3 separate regions of the Mus musculus genome follow, and regions 2 and 3 are each linked to region 1. A link is a contact called in public Hi-C data. All regions are on one chromosome and are shown on one strand. The core of a region is the stretch at or near the end of the contact, and the rest is flanking DNA. Distances in the headings are between cores, read along the strand shown. Region 1 overlaps Unc13a (unc-13 homolog A). Region 2 holds the start of Plvap (plasmalemma vesicle associated protein). Region 3 holds the start of B3gnt3 (UDP-GlcNAc:betaGal beta-1,3-N-acetylglucosaminyltransferase 3).

What was found. A called contact is a pair of places that touch in the nucleus more often than the background predicts.
Region 2: a Hi-C map of bone marrow-derived macrophages shows a contact between it and region 1, with 39 read pairs. The contact joins the promoter of Plvap here to the enhancer-like site in region 1. A contact is called at or near these places in 7 of 39 promoter capture datasets (the C10 cell line, embryonic stem cells, fetal liver and 3 more), 3 of 15 datasets of contacts at CTCF or cohesin (CD8 T cells, pro-B cells and stem cell-derived epiblast-like cells), 19 of 484 Hi-C or Micro-C datasets (B cells, the Ba/F3 cell line, CD4 T cells and 10 more), 9 of 115 datasets of contacts at active chromatin or transcription factors (the 230-238 cell line, bone marrow-derived macrophages, double positive thymocytes and 3 more) and 4 of 9 other capture datasets (adipose tissue, embryonic stem cells, liver and 1 more).
Region 3: a Hi-C map of CD8 T cells shows a contact between it and region 1, with 2.0 times the contacts expected there. The contact joins the promoter of B3gnt3 here to the enhancer-like site in region 1. A contact is called at or near these places in 2 of 39 promoter capture datasets (the C10 cell line and hematopoietic stem and progenitor cells), 3 of 484 Hi-C or Micro-C datasets (CD8 T cells, embryonic stem cells and pro-B cells), 4 of 115 datasets of contacts at active chromatin or transcription factors (double positive thymocytes, effector CD8 T cells, embryonic stem cells and 1 more) and 3 of 9 other capture datasets (adipose tissue, liver and pancreatic islet).

What each region holds. Positions count from the first base shown.
Region 1 is chr8:71,632,227-71,636,684 of GRCm38.p6, forward strand. Unc13a (unc-13 homolog A) reads right to left here. Exons shown (of 44, transcript NM_001029873.2): 38 at 4,312-4,341; 39 at 2,944-3,000; 40 at 2,663-2,743; 41 at 2,291-2,438. Among named protein-coding and RNA genes, the nearest start is that of Mir6769b, 3.4 kb to the left of the region's middle. Within about 2 kb of position 1,940, at least 71 of the 459 cell types and tissues checked have an H3K27ac peak or open chromatin away from gene starts, as enhancers often do. A contact at or near this core is called in the 230-238 cell line, CD8 T cells, the CH12 cell line and 3 more, where this site is marked.
Region 2 is chr8:71,510,026-71,514,483 of GRCm38.p6, forward strand. Plvap (plasmalemma vesicle associated protein) reads right to left here and starts at 1,744. Exons shown (of 6, transcript NM_032398.2): 1 at 1,326-1,744. The coding sequence starts at 1,691.
Region 3 is chr8:71,700,055-71,704,512 of GRCm38.p6, forward strand. It overlaps B3gnt3 (UDP-GlcNAc:betaGal beta-1,3-N-acetylglucosaminyltransferase 3), which reads right to left and starts at 1,746. Exons shown (of 3, transcript NM_028189.3): 1 at 1,664-1,746. It also overlaps the pseudogene Gm18860.

The sequences.
Region 1 (4,458 bases), core at 690-3,189:
CAACAAACCCCTAATATTAGTTTCCTAGTCAACTAATTTGTCTGTGTGGTAGCCATGTGCAGGGCTCCTCCCAATCACCATTAAGTGTCATGCTGGTTATGCTGGGGACTCATGAGGGGTCAGTTTAAAAACTACTGCTTTAACCATCCAGACCTGTGACTCAGATGCACATCCCAGGGCCTGTGAGGCTGTGGCCACCAGCACCTCATCAATACCCCCCACCCCACCCAGCCCCGCCCCGCCCCAGGCAGCTCTCCACTCCCAGGGCACCCCATGCACGGGCATGGCAAGGAAGAGAATGTGGAAGGCAAGATGATCATCAGAGGTCCATCCAGGTTACCTGTGCTGGACAGGAAGTGATGGGGATCAGGAAACAGGGCGGCCAGGAGACTCCTGCGCTCATGGCCCCAGCACTGTCCACCTCAGGTGGTCACCCATATCATCTCAGATACCTCCCCAGTCACATGCTCAGCCCCCTCCCCCCAGGCCAATGCTTCAGCAAGCTCAGTCCGGGCCAGAGGTGGGGTGCTGGGGAGTTAGACATGGTGGGTTGTGTAAAAGGTCAGATCAAGGCCCAGGCTAGTAAGAAGTGAGGAGGGGGCGGTGCCAGCCCCCACCCCAGGTTTGCTGGCTCCACCAGGAAGGGGCTGTCACACACTCCACCCTCCCACCATAACCAGAGTCTCTTGTAGGGGAAGGAGGCTGCCTTGACCCTCAACCACAGGAAACCTCAGGTGCCTGTGGGAAGACTGGACAGGATGCAAGTTCTTTTTGGATGGGGGCGGGTATTTGACTAAGATTGGTGGGAACATGTGATCCCCCTATCACTGCTTCCCAAGTACAGGGACCACAGGCCTGTGCCATCAGGCACACCTGGAAATGTCCATCTTGACTATCCCTGTTTTCCAGGGGACAGAACAGTCAGGGAGGAGGCTGGCTGCAGAATGGCTGACTTAGGATCTGAGCACACTTCATTGTTTAGTTTTCTTGTGCTTTTCTGGGAATGGAAGCCGCAGGCCCAGCCTGGGATGCGTGTGTCTTGGGAGAAAGGGATGGGGACTCCTTCCCTGGGTGGAGCCAGCAAGCCGCCCTTCCCCATGTGCGAGGACATGGCGCCCCCGTGCGGGAAGGCCGGGGTCTTACTAGCCGGGCAGGGGGAAGGGCGCAGGCACCGGGCACCGCGTGCGGGTGGCGGGCGGCGCAGGCACGTACCCATCTCAGGACAAACGTCTTCACTAAGGGTAAACCTAGTCCCTTTTCCACCATGGACTGACCAGGATGGACAGGGAGGGAGGAGGAGAGGAGGGAGGAGTGTACGTGGCGGGGGGGGGGGCGGGGGGGGGAGGCGCAGAAAGGGGGCAGCGAGTGACAGGAAGAACAAGAGAGCAAGAGAGAGAGCAAGAGAGAATGAGAGAGTGAGAGAGAGAGAGAAAGAGAGAGAGAGAAGGGGAGAGAGAAAGAAACGTCAGTGCAGACGGACGGACAGACAGACAGCCTCCCACTCCGGGAACACTAGGGACACCAAAAGCAACAAGAACAGGAGAGGAAACTGAGGCTTGGGCTCCACCCGCTGTGCGGGGTTGGGGGCCATGGATAACAACCTCCCTCGTTCCACCACAAGAACAAAGCCTGAGGTCACCAACCTCTGCCCAGATGGCACCTTTGGGGTAATTCTGAACGGGGGTCCCGAGAGAGAGAGAGAGAGAGAGAGAGAGAGATACTAGGACCTTGGACCCCTGCCCTGTGGCCTCAGCTGCTGCATGGAGAGAGCTCAGAGGGACGGGGACAGAAGCAACACAGACAGACAGAGGGATCGGGGAGACCTGAGGCCCAGCACCTCCCAGGTCCCCACAACTCCCAGGGCCAGATCCTTGAACCTCCTAGACCTGTCAATCATTCCACATCTTTGACTTAGCGCAGAGGCCCCGCCCCCAAGGAGGAAGCCACGCTTTGAATCCATGACATCAGATTTCACCTAGAGCTGTCAATTTTCTCTTATTCTAAGAGTACCATAGAAGTCCTGCCCCAGAGCGGACAACCAGGTCCCGCCCCTCAATGACAGTCACTCCGTTGCCCTGGAAGCTTTAAAATCCTGGCTTCTGGAGTCAGTGAGGTTCCCTCCAACGGCTGCCCATCACCCCTTGTTTCTTTGTCTTGAAAGAATCACCTTTGGTGCCTAGATGTCGGATGCCCCGCCCCCATGGAGTTCTGTCAGTCATTCAGGGGAGGAGCCTGCGGCTGGGCGGGGAGACTCTGGTTGGCTCGGGAAGAAAGCACCAGATTCCCTTACCCTGCGCTGACTGCGTCTGCACGAAGGTTTTGATGAGCAGGTCGGTGGCTTGCGTGTAGAGCGACAGGGCGTAGCGCAGGGACTGGAGGTCCGGGCTCTTCTCCAGGAAGGTCTTCTTGAGGCCAACGCCCCCCGCGTGGAAGTATTGCTGAGGGTGGACACAGTGAGGCTTCAGATGGCTCCCAGCACCTCTCACCCTCCCCATCTTCACCAGGCCACAGCTGCCCCAGGACCACTGTATTTACTGTATGCACAGATGGAAAGTTACTCCCTGCTCGCTACCCATATACTTTACTTTGTAAATTCCTATGCATTCCTCAAATCCCACTTTCTCATGCCCTCTCTTAAAACCCTCTGTAGCCCCTCCCTTACCTTGATGGTGTCCAGGGCCAGTTCAACAACAGCACACTGCTTCGGGGTCAAGCTCTTGGCTTCTTCCCGCACCATGTGATCCTGTGGGGATGGCAGGGAGAGGTTAGGTGGGCAAAGCTTTTACACTGTGAGCCTTTGCTTTCCATGCTGTGGATCAAGTGATCTGTATCCTTGATCCATTATACTCAAGGACATTTTAAGTGGGATTCAGGTCTGGGAGCAGGGATTTTTGCCTGTTGATCTGTTCCTAGTCTTTCTCCTGAGAGCTTCTGCCCCCTCACCTTAAGTTTGGACAGCTGGCCCAGCTCCTTGGCAGCATTGAAGATCATTTGTGTCCCCTGTGGAAAACAGCAGGTAGCTCGGGTGAGAGTGTGCGTTTTCTAAATAGTTCCCCATCCTGAGTGACCCAAACCCAACTGCCAACTTGGTTCCTGTCCAAAGGTTCAAGCAATGCTTGAGACCCATGGACAGCAGGATCAGGAGCTCCAGTGAGATCCAGGGGCACATGGCACCTTGTTGCAGGAGAAGCCCGGTTCTCTGGGAAGACTGCCCACCCTGTCATACCCACCATGACCTCACAACTGGAAGACATAAGAGAAACAGGCATGTGGCCGCCTGTCCATGTGTGGCGTGATGAGGGAGGACAGAGATGGGCTTGTTAGTGGCAATGGGTCCTGAGCCAGGCTGGGCATTCAGGGACCCACCTTGGGGGAATTTCCTTTCCCCTGGTCACCCCTGGGGGTGGTGTGGAGGACTCTTTGAGCATCAGGAAGACTCCTCACATACTGGCATCTGCATACACTTCCCCTCTCCCCAAGATGCCCACCAGATGCCAACTATGGCTATGCAGAGCCAGGCAGGTCTTGGTGAAAACTCCAGCCAGGCTATGCAGCCCTGGATAGGTGACTTAACCCCTCTGAAACTGCTACCCCTTTAGATGGTGGTCACAGCCACCCTATGGCCTTGAAAGAATGTGTAATTCCTTGATGTCTTGTTTGCTGTCTTGGTCTCATCACAGGTAATGCCTGGCAGAATGGGTCCCATCCTCAGATTCTCCACTGAACTGCAAGACCTCAGGCCTAGTCTTTTCTGGGCCTGGTATCTCCATGCTAATTAGTAACTTGTGGGAGGGAAGCTGGCTCCACCAGCTAGGATGGCCCAGGGCTATGGTTGGCCTGTTTAGCAGAGGATGTTTGGAAACACCACCTGGCTTTGAGACTTCAGGCTGTCACTCTGTGCTATTCTGTCCTGCTGGGGATGGAAACCAGGCCCTCACACACACATCAGGACAAAAGTCACAGTCTGGCCCCGTGAGTGCTCAGTGAGCGGCTTCTGCTGCACTACAGCCCTGTAGTCTTAGGGTTCCCTGAGGCTGTGAGCTGGAGTTACCAGAGCCTACCTGTCTGAGCCTCAGTTTCCCTTGTTGCACCCACCTGTGCTCCAGTGCAAAGCAGGGGGCCCTCCTGAGCACCCTCCACGCCTCCCACTGCCCTTCCCTACCCACCAACAAACAAGTCAGACAGACAGAGGAAGAAGAAATAACAGACAGGGCCACAGGATGCCCCCGACGGCACGGACCACAGAGAGGAAGGGCAGGGAGGAAGAGGGATGGGGTGGGAGCCAGACAGACAGTGAGAGGCCAGGCTTACGTCTGAGTGGCTTGGCAGTTTCACCCTGCCCTGTGGAGAGAACCAGGCGGAGGTCAGAGTTCTGATGCGTGTTGGGAGGATACTCAGTGGGACTTCCCTGCCCCTTGGAATCATAGGGTGAGCTCCCCCCAGTCATTGAAGTGGATA
Region 2 (4,458 bases), core at 494-2,993, 120 kb before region 1:
AACTGTCCCAGGTCACAGTGGGCTCCTTCCTATCTCCTACCACACAGTATTCAAAGACAAGTGCCCCCCCACCCCACCCCCTCTCTGACAAATGTCTATGTACCCCAGGGTAGACTTGAAGCAGCTCTTGCTGCTTTAGCTCGAAAGCATTAGAGTGATGTACATGCTCAACCCTGCTCGCTAATGGGCCTGGAGCACAGAGCTTCACCCATGCTGGGCAAGGGCTGAGCTCTGAGCTGGCCCCAAGCTCTGCTCACCCTTGTCACACAGAGGGAGACCCTAGCCCTCTGAGTCTGTTTACCATCTCTGTGAAGCTGCCTTAAGCAGGCACAGGGCAGGCACTGACAGCAGCAGGACCTGTTGTGAATGCCCAGGACCCAGCTAAACGCCAACTGCAGACAGACAATGCTAGGGTCTGCATGTGTTCCCACCCCCACATTCACCCAGAGAGTTCCTTCCACTCCAGGGGCCTAGCCATAAAATTATGAATTTCTGGTTTATCCCAAGAGAGATTTTGTTATTAAATTGAAAGATCAGAGAGCCCAGCATAGTGGTGCACACCTTTAATTCCAGCACTTAGGAGGCAGAGGCAGGCAGATTTCTATGAGTTCCAGGACAGCCAGAGCTATAGTGAGACCCTGCGTCAAGAAATAGATAGATTAATTATTAATTAATTGAGTGATCAGGCCTGCAAGGCAGTTCAGTGGGTAAAGACAATTGCTGCTAAGGCTGACAAAACTTGAGTCAAGTCTTCCACACGGTGGAAGGTTGTCCTCTGATCCCCACACACAGGTTACAGCATGCGGGTAGACATATGCGTGTGTAATAAATACATTTAATTGTAAAAACTAAGCCACCTGCAGCAAACTCTTCCTTGACAGGTGATGTCTGCCATGGAGAAATCACAGTCACAAGATCTTCATCAGGTACATGGGGTGACCCACACCTATTATCCCAGCACTCAATCTACTGAGGCAGAGAACTGTTGTGAGTTTAAAACCATCCTGGGTTATACAGTCATACTCTGCTGGGGGTGGGATTAGGGAGAGAGAAAGGCTGTAGCTCAGTGGTGTTGCATGTACTACACCAGGCTTGACCACTGGCTGGTCATCCTAGAGTCCTGGAGGTGGAAGCAGGAGGGTCAGGAGCCCAAGGCCATCCTTGGCTACACAGTGAGTTCTACACCAGCCTGAACTACATGAGGTCATGTTCTAAATAAATGAAGGAGTGTGTGTGGGGAGGAGGGAATCCAGATTTCTTCCCATGGAGTTTAGCATTTGGGCGCACCCAGGGCTGCAGCCCAGGGCACACATGCCGCCTCTTACCAGGTCGCCTTGGCACTGGCGGAAGCTGGCGTTGATGCGCTCCATCTCACGTCGCGTAGTCAACAGTTGCTGCATGACTGTTTCCTTGACAAGCAAGCTGATGTTCAGCTGTTTGCTCAGGTTAGCCTGTGAGGCAGATAGTCCAACCACCTGGCTGTACAGGCTGTCGGCGCGGATCTCCGTGGCGCGCAGGCTGGACTCAGTGGTGGCGTGCACATTGCCATAGATCATGAAGAGGACCAGGCCCAGGATGATGAGGAACTGAATGAGCGACACGAAGAGGAAGAAATAGCGCAGGTAGTACCAGCAGCCGCGCTGCTGGTCCCCCGTGCGGGCGTATGGGCTGCGGTCCATGGAGAGCCCCATTTGCGCAGTGTCCACAGGGCGCACTGTCTGGCGTTGTCTGCCTGGCCAGATCTGAACTGCGCCAGGCAGGGGGGAGTGTTTATATTACTCCTCTTAATGCTTCCTCTGCCCGGCTCCTTCCTGGCCAGGAGGAAATGGGGACTGTGGGTTATCACAACACTCCCACCCAGGCTGTTGAGGAACTGACTGACAGTCTGGGCAGCTGTGATAGGTGGAGGGCGGGGCACTCACTGGGTGACTGAACTGGCTTCCCCAGCCTGGTCCGGCCTCAGTTTCCACCACCGCCACTCTCCCACTCCAACCCCACACACCCCACTTTAGATGGGCCAGACAGTGCCCTCTGCTCCCGGGACGTGTTATCTAACAGTCCGGTGGCTAGGCGCAGAGGAAACTAAGGCACAAGTGAGACAAGAGACTAGCCCTGGCCGGGCGGTGGTGGCGCACGCCTTTAATCCCAGCACTTGGGAGGCAGAGACAGGCGGATTTCTGAGTTCGAGGCCAGCCTGGTCTACAAAGTGAGTTCCAGGACAGCCAAGACTATACAGAGAAACCCTGTCTTGAAAAACAAAAAAACAAAACAAAAGAGAGAGAGAGAGAGAGAGAGAGAGAGAGAGAGAGAGAGAGAGAGACTGGCTCTGTGGCCCAGGCTTTTACTCTGTGGCAGGCTGGATTTAAACGTGGGGAACCACTGATAATGTCCCACAAAACACACCAGTCACCGTGGGATAGCTCCCACCAGCTGTAGAGTTTGGGGTCCAAGGCAAAGGATTGTGGGTGTGAGTTCACCACCCAGGAGCTCCAAGGAGTTTTCCAGGATGGACAAACAGTGCACATAAGGACTACAGAGACCTCACAACTTCCCTCAATTATTCTACCAGCACTCAGAGATATCCCCCTCACTTGCGCATGCTCTGGGAATAGTGTGTGGCTTAGCAATAGAGCCCCTGCCTAGACTCCTCCCAAAGTACAAAACAATCCGAGCGGTATGCAGTAGAAAAGCAGGGTCTTGGAGTGGGGATAACGGAGAGAGGCCTCCAAACTCTGCCACAATCTGCCCCAGTTTCCCCCTCTATAACAAAAGTGTGCTTATGTCCCTGGCCTGCGGTAATTTCAGGGTCCCAGGAAGTGGCAGTAAGCTTTGTTGGTAGGTGGTGTCCCACGTGGAGGTTCTAGGGTCTCTGTGGAACAATGCCCAGATAGAGGTATACGATTTCAGGGTCACAGATAAAAGGATATTGCGGGTACACCAGCCCCCAAAGCACTGGGAGAATCTTCTGGAAGTCTTTGTTCTTTACCTGCTTACTCCGTTTCTTGTTATCCACCACCACCACCACCACCACCACCACCACCACCACCACCACCACCACCGCTACCACCGCCCCCCATCCCCCAAAGAGTCCAGCAGGGGAAGGCTGCCTGGGCCCAAGAGCTTGGGAAGGGATGAGACAGAGGTGGCGCTGAGCAGGCGGGTGTGGGGTTGGAAGGGAGGAAGTTCCCAAGGGCGGGCAGGAAACCCTGTGTGACCTTTGCCTTTTACAACCACCCGGTGATTCTTGACTCGTAGACCCTTCCTGGCCAGCAGGGGGGTGGGGGCGACAAGGCTGGGGGCTGCCCCTGGGACCAATGGGCTGTGGCTCCAGGTTGACCAGACAGGTGGGGGCCACCGTTCGGCCTCGAGTTGGGTCTAGCATGCCACCTGGCCAGCATGTGACCCTAGAAAAGTAACCTTCTGCCTGCCCTGCAATCTGTTTTATTTATTTTTTAATTTAATCTTTTTTTTTTTTTTAAAAAATTTTTTTTGTAATGTAGGAGTGCTCTGTCTCCGTGTATCTACACGCCAGAAGAGGGCACTAGATCCTGTTACAGATGGTGGTGAGCCACCATGTGGTTGCTAGGAATTGAACTCAGGACTTTCAGAAGGGCAGCCAGTGCTTTTTTTTTTTTCCGAGACAGGGTTTCTTTGTGTAGTCCTGGCTGTCCTGGAACTCACTCTGTAGACCAGGCTGGCCTCAAACTCAGAAATCTGCCTGCCTCTGCCTCCCAAGTGCTGGGATTAAAGGCGTGTGCCACCACGACTGGCTCAGCCAGTGCTCTTAACCGCTGAGCCATTTCATCAGCCTTGCAATCTGATTTTATTCCGTTTACAGAGGGCAGCTTTTTGTCCCCTTTAAGGGTGTGTGTGTCTCATGTAGCCCAGGCTAACCTCCAAGTGGCCGTGTATAGCCTTAAGTTCCTGATCCTCCTGTCCCCACTTCCCAAGCACTGGGATGGTAGATGTGCACCGTTGATGACTTATGGGGTCCTGGGGGGGGGTACTCAGGGATTCTCTCATGCCAGGTGAGCATGCTACAGGGTGAGCCACACACAGCTAGTGTCTTTTTAACCCACATTGTTGTTGTGTGTCTGTGGTCAGAGGACAGCATTGTGGAGTCAGTTCTCTTCTTTAGCCTTTGTGTGGGTTCTTTTGTTTAAGGTGTTCCACGGTGCCTGGCATACATTCAGCCTTAAACAGTGAGATGGGCTGGAGACTGCTCAGCAGTGAAGAGCGGGTATTTCAGAAGACCTGCATTCGGTTCCCAGCATGTACACAATGACTTCTAGCCTCCGAGAGATCCATGAACATACATACACATGATACATGATCATGTATGTAGGCAAAACATCTAGACATGCGAAATAAAATAATACAGTTTTATAAATAAGAGCCAGATGTGGTAGCATACACTGTTAATCCTAGCACTCAGAAGGCAGAGGCAGAAGGACCTCT
Region 3 (4,458 bases), core at 496-2,995, 68 kb after region 1:
GGCTCCCCCTGCCCTGGGTGGAAACGGTCTTGTGCCCTTGGCCCTGACTTGGCAGCGGCCTTCAGAAGGCTACTGAGGTAGAGGAATGACACGTGCTCAAAGAGGCATCAGGGTGGATACTGACACGCTCAGACGTTCTGGATCATTCTCCCAGAGTGAGGGATGCGGAGGATGCTGGGTGCTTCAGGGACAGTTCCTTCTGTGCGTCCCAGCTGGACGTGGGGTCCCCAGGTTGGTGTTTGTCCCTGTGACCCTGAGCCCGGGGTCACCCAGCGCTTAGCTGGGTAGGACGAGCTGATCAACTGACCCCATGGCAGCTCCGTTCAGGTTTGTACTAGCTCCTTAACCCTGGGCAATTTTCTTTTTACGAGGAACTTGGAATTTTACCGACAAAAAGAGAGTTCCTATAAAGATAAAGCTTCGGAGGCCCAGGTCTTGATGGCCCTGCTTTCACACCCCAGCTTTCCGGAGGTAACGCCCTGCCTTCACACAGCTTCTCCGAGGCTACACAGCGTCCCCCAGCCCCCCACCCCCAACCGGGAAAGAAAGCCCAGCCCGGCCCACTTCCCAGACAAGGAAACGGAGGCTGGGAAGGTGCTGGCCATTTCCTTGCCCTTCCAATTAGCAGAGCAGCCTCATAGGCCTGGCGTCTGGGGTCACCCTAGATCCCTACCCTCTAAGCGGGTCCCATTCTCTCGTCCCTCTTCCGGTGACGTTTACACCAGGATTACAATAACCTCTTTAATTTTTACAATCAAGATAAAATGTCACAGACACAAGATCCCTGTAATCAAGAGTAAAGTAAACACGCCGGCCCCAGCCCCACCCTTGCTGGGCTGTTAGCGCCTCCTGAGGGGACCCGAGGCAGGGGATCAGCTTAGCACAGGGACTTGGACCAGGCACCCACTTCTGCCTCCAGCGCCCCTCCACGCAGGACAGGGAACAAAAGTCCGCGGGGTTCCAGACCTCGGAGGGGGCAGCAGAGTAGTCTCCTGGGGCCCCTACAGGATCTTCGCAATCTCAGCTATTGAGGGGAAACGCCACGCCCAGGGGAAGGGATCCGGCCTGGGCTGGCTGCGCAAACACTGACCAGATGGGCACCAACTAATGTCCCCTAAGCGGCCGCACCTTCTCCTCCTGACTCCACAGAGTGTGACAGGCCAGGATGAGAAAGTGAAAGTGGGGACCCGAGACCAAGCACTCAGGAGGAAGGTAGACTGTTCAAAGACAGTCTCAGAAAAAAAAGGAGAAAAAAGAAAAGAATGGGAAATTTACCCCAAAGCGTCAGAACCTCGGTTAGCAATACAGACTATCAATTTAACTATGCTGCCACCACCACGCCTCGCAGTTTACTTCACCACAGCCTAACTCCCATACAGGGAAAGTTTCACAAACTCGAACAGGGGAAACCGAGTCAGAGCCGAGGCCACCCGGCTGTGCAGACACTGGGGAAAACGCGGGCTTCTGATCCTGGAAAGTAGCGGGGCTACTTCGCGGCGTCTAAGAGACCCGGAGCCCAGGAGTATGGCCGGGGCTGCGGAGCATCTTCAGCACGGTGCAGCTAGAAAGCGCCACAGATTTCAACTTCGCACCACCCCACCCGAGACCCTGGCACTCACTGCGATCGCGGGCTCCAGACAACCCCGGAGGCCACACTGTTTACCTGGGCGACCGCCTTGAGCTGGCTCTTGGCTACTCGCCTTCCTCCGCTTCTTCCCTGTTCTCCCTTTCCCGCTCCTCCCTCCAGTGAGTCGAGCTTCCTAGTAGCCAAGGAGAAAGTCTCCCTCCTTCCGCCCTCACCCCCCCCCCCCCCCCGTCTAGTTCCTTTCCCTTGCCCCTCCCCGTCCTGTTCTTCACTGTGGTCATGTTCTTCCCCACCTGTCTTTCTACCTGGACTTTGGCCCTTCCCCTCCCTCTAGGCGCCACCCTGCGTCCAGATTTACCCGAGAAGGTCCACGTCTCCACCCTCCTTCCCTCTTTCTTGGCCATGCCCATTCACTTTTATCCCTAACCCCCACCTCCTCCAGTGGACCTCTATTCCCAACCTGACCTCTTCCTCCTCCAGTCCTACCCCTCCCCTGGGAGTCTAACTCCCTCCAACCCCTCCTTCATTTAGAGCCCCATCTTCCTCTTCCACGCCACGAGAGGGAGCAGGAGCTCCCCTGTCCTGAGCAAGTCTGTCTGTCTGTCCCCTACTGCAGCGCCTCTCCCACAGCTCAGCCCAGGCTTCAACCTCCGCCCTCCTTCCTCATTTCAGCCCCTGCTGTAGCCTCTTGCCTCCCTCCCAGCCCCCCAGCTCAGCCAATGCTGCAGCTGCCCCCCCTCCTCCCTCTTCTCCTGAGGAAACATTCAGCCTGGAGGAGAGTGAGCTCAGAGACTTAGAAGATCCCAGGACCTTAAAACCTGTTGGTAGGCCCTCCAACTCCTAAATGCCAGGATCAGGTGTAAATCTCCTAGGAGCGTCCCCAACCACGCCCTTCCTCAGAAGTTACCTCAAAAACTTGGTGGTCTTAACTCTGAGTCCCAGGCCCTAGTAGCCTGCTGGAGGGAGAAGTAAGCTCCTAAACCGGAAACTGAGTCCTCCTGACACTGGCTCCCTGGACCAGTACACAGTGGGCAGAGCTCCAGGATTGTCCCTTGACGTGGTAATCCTTCCCTGAGTGCACCCAGAGGTCACAGCAGCCCTATTCACGGGCACTGGGATATTAGTGAACCATAAAAATGATTGAAGAGGCCCTGCTGTTGAGTGACAGCAGCTAGTACAAACGTCCCACCTGTGTCACACGGCAGAAAAATCCACAGACAAGGAGCAGGTCAGGGGCGGGAGGGATGATCTTGTGGGGGCAACCATGTTCTGGCAATGCAGCAGGTAAGGCTGCCGGGGGCCATGTTAACTGCCACTCACTCCAGCTCCCTGCCACAGAAAACACCTCTTCTGGCTCCTGCTCAGAATGCAGGTGACTCAGCCTGGACCTGCCTGACAAATGTTCACTCACTGCATAGTTGAGGTTTTGGAGTCACTTCGGTGAAAACGGCAATGGCATTATAAACAGGCAAGGACACCCCACCCAAGGCTCTGCCCCAGCTGCTGGGACTCACCCTCCTGAGATAAGCACCTATCTCCCTGGCTCTGGGAGGCCTGGTGAGGGAAGCCAGGCCAGAGAAAAAGGACTCCTGTGTTTTCAAAGCTGCCCTGCCTTCCTGTACCCCAAGGAGAGCAAATTAAAGCCACCAGGAGGTGCCATGTTCTCAGCACTTATCAGATGGGCCAGTGTCTTAGTTAGGGTTTTACTGCTGTGAACAGACATCATGATCAAGGCAAGTCTTATAAGGACAACATTTAATTGGGGCAGGCTTACAGGTTCAGAGGTTCAGTCCATTACCATCAAGGTGGGAGCATGGCAGCAGCATCCAGGCAGGCATGGTGCAGGAGGAGCTGAGAGTTCTGCATCTTCATCTGAAGGCTGTTAGGAGAACACTGACTTCCAGGCAGCTAGGACAAGGGTCTTAAAGCCTAGGCCCACAGTGACACACCCACTCCAACAAGGCCACACCTCCTAATACTGCCACTCCCTGGGCTAAGCATATACAAACCATCACATTCCACTCCATGGCCCCCATAGACTTGTTCAAATACATGAGTCTTTGGGGGCCATATCTAGTCATAGCATAATAAAAAAGTACAATAAATTCAACTTTCAAGATCCCTGTAGTCTATAGCAGTTTCAACAATGCTAAAAGTTCAAAGTTTAGTTTCTTCTGACATTTATCCAATCACTTAACTGTAATCCCCAAAGCAAGATAGGAAACCAGGTGGGCAAGCTCCAAACTCTGCATCTCCATGTCTGATGTCAAAGCAGTCTTCAGATTTCCAACTCCTATTCATTTTTTTTTAAGAGTCATAGACATTTTACTGGTTTGTTTCAGACATCCTGGAGATTTAAAAAAGTGTCCATGGAGCCATGGATGCTGGTGGCAGGAGGCAGCAGAGGGGCATGAAGACGAGGAAGACTTGTTTACAAGTTCAGAGCAAACCCCCTCCTGGATCTAAAATAAAGGCATCTTTAAACAAAAACCCAAAGTCTCTGCTTGGAGCAGATGCAGGTCACAGTCGGCATGGTGCACGGACCGCATGGTGCACGCACCATCACTGCTGCATGTTGTTGATCATGGCCAAGATGCTCATCTTCTCCTGGGCACAGTCCACATCCTCATTCTGCTTCTGGGCCACCCCTGTGCCCAGGCCATAGAGGCGCCCACAATACTTGGCATCGTCAATACTGTCCTCAAAGAATAGCTCTTTCATCCTGAAGAAAGCCATCCCTGTCAGCAGAGAGTCTGAGCCTGCTTGATGCTGCCTTCCAATCCTCTGCAGATCCAACTGATCAGCCACCTCCTGAAGGCCTCCCTTCAGATTTTGCAGCTCTTCATCAGGTATTTCACATTGTAAATGGACGG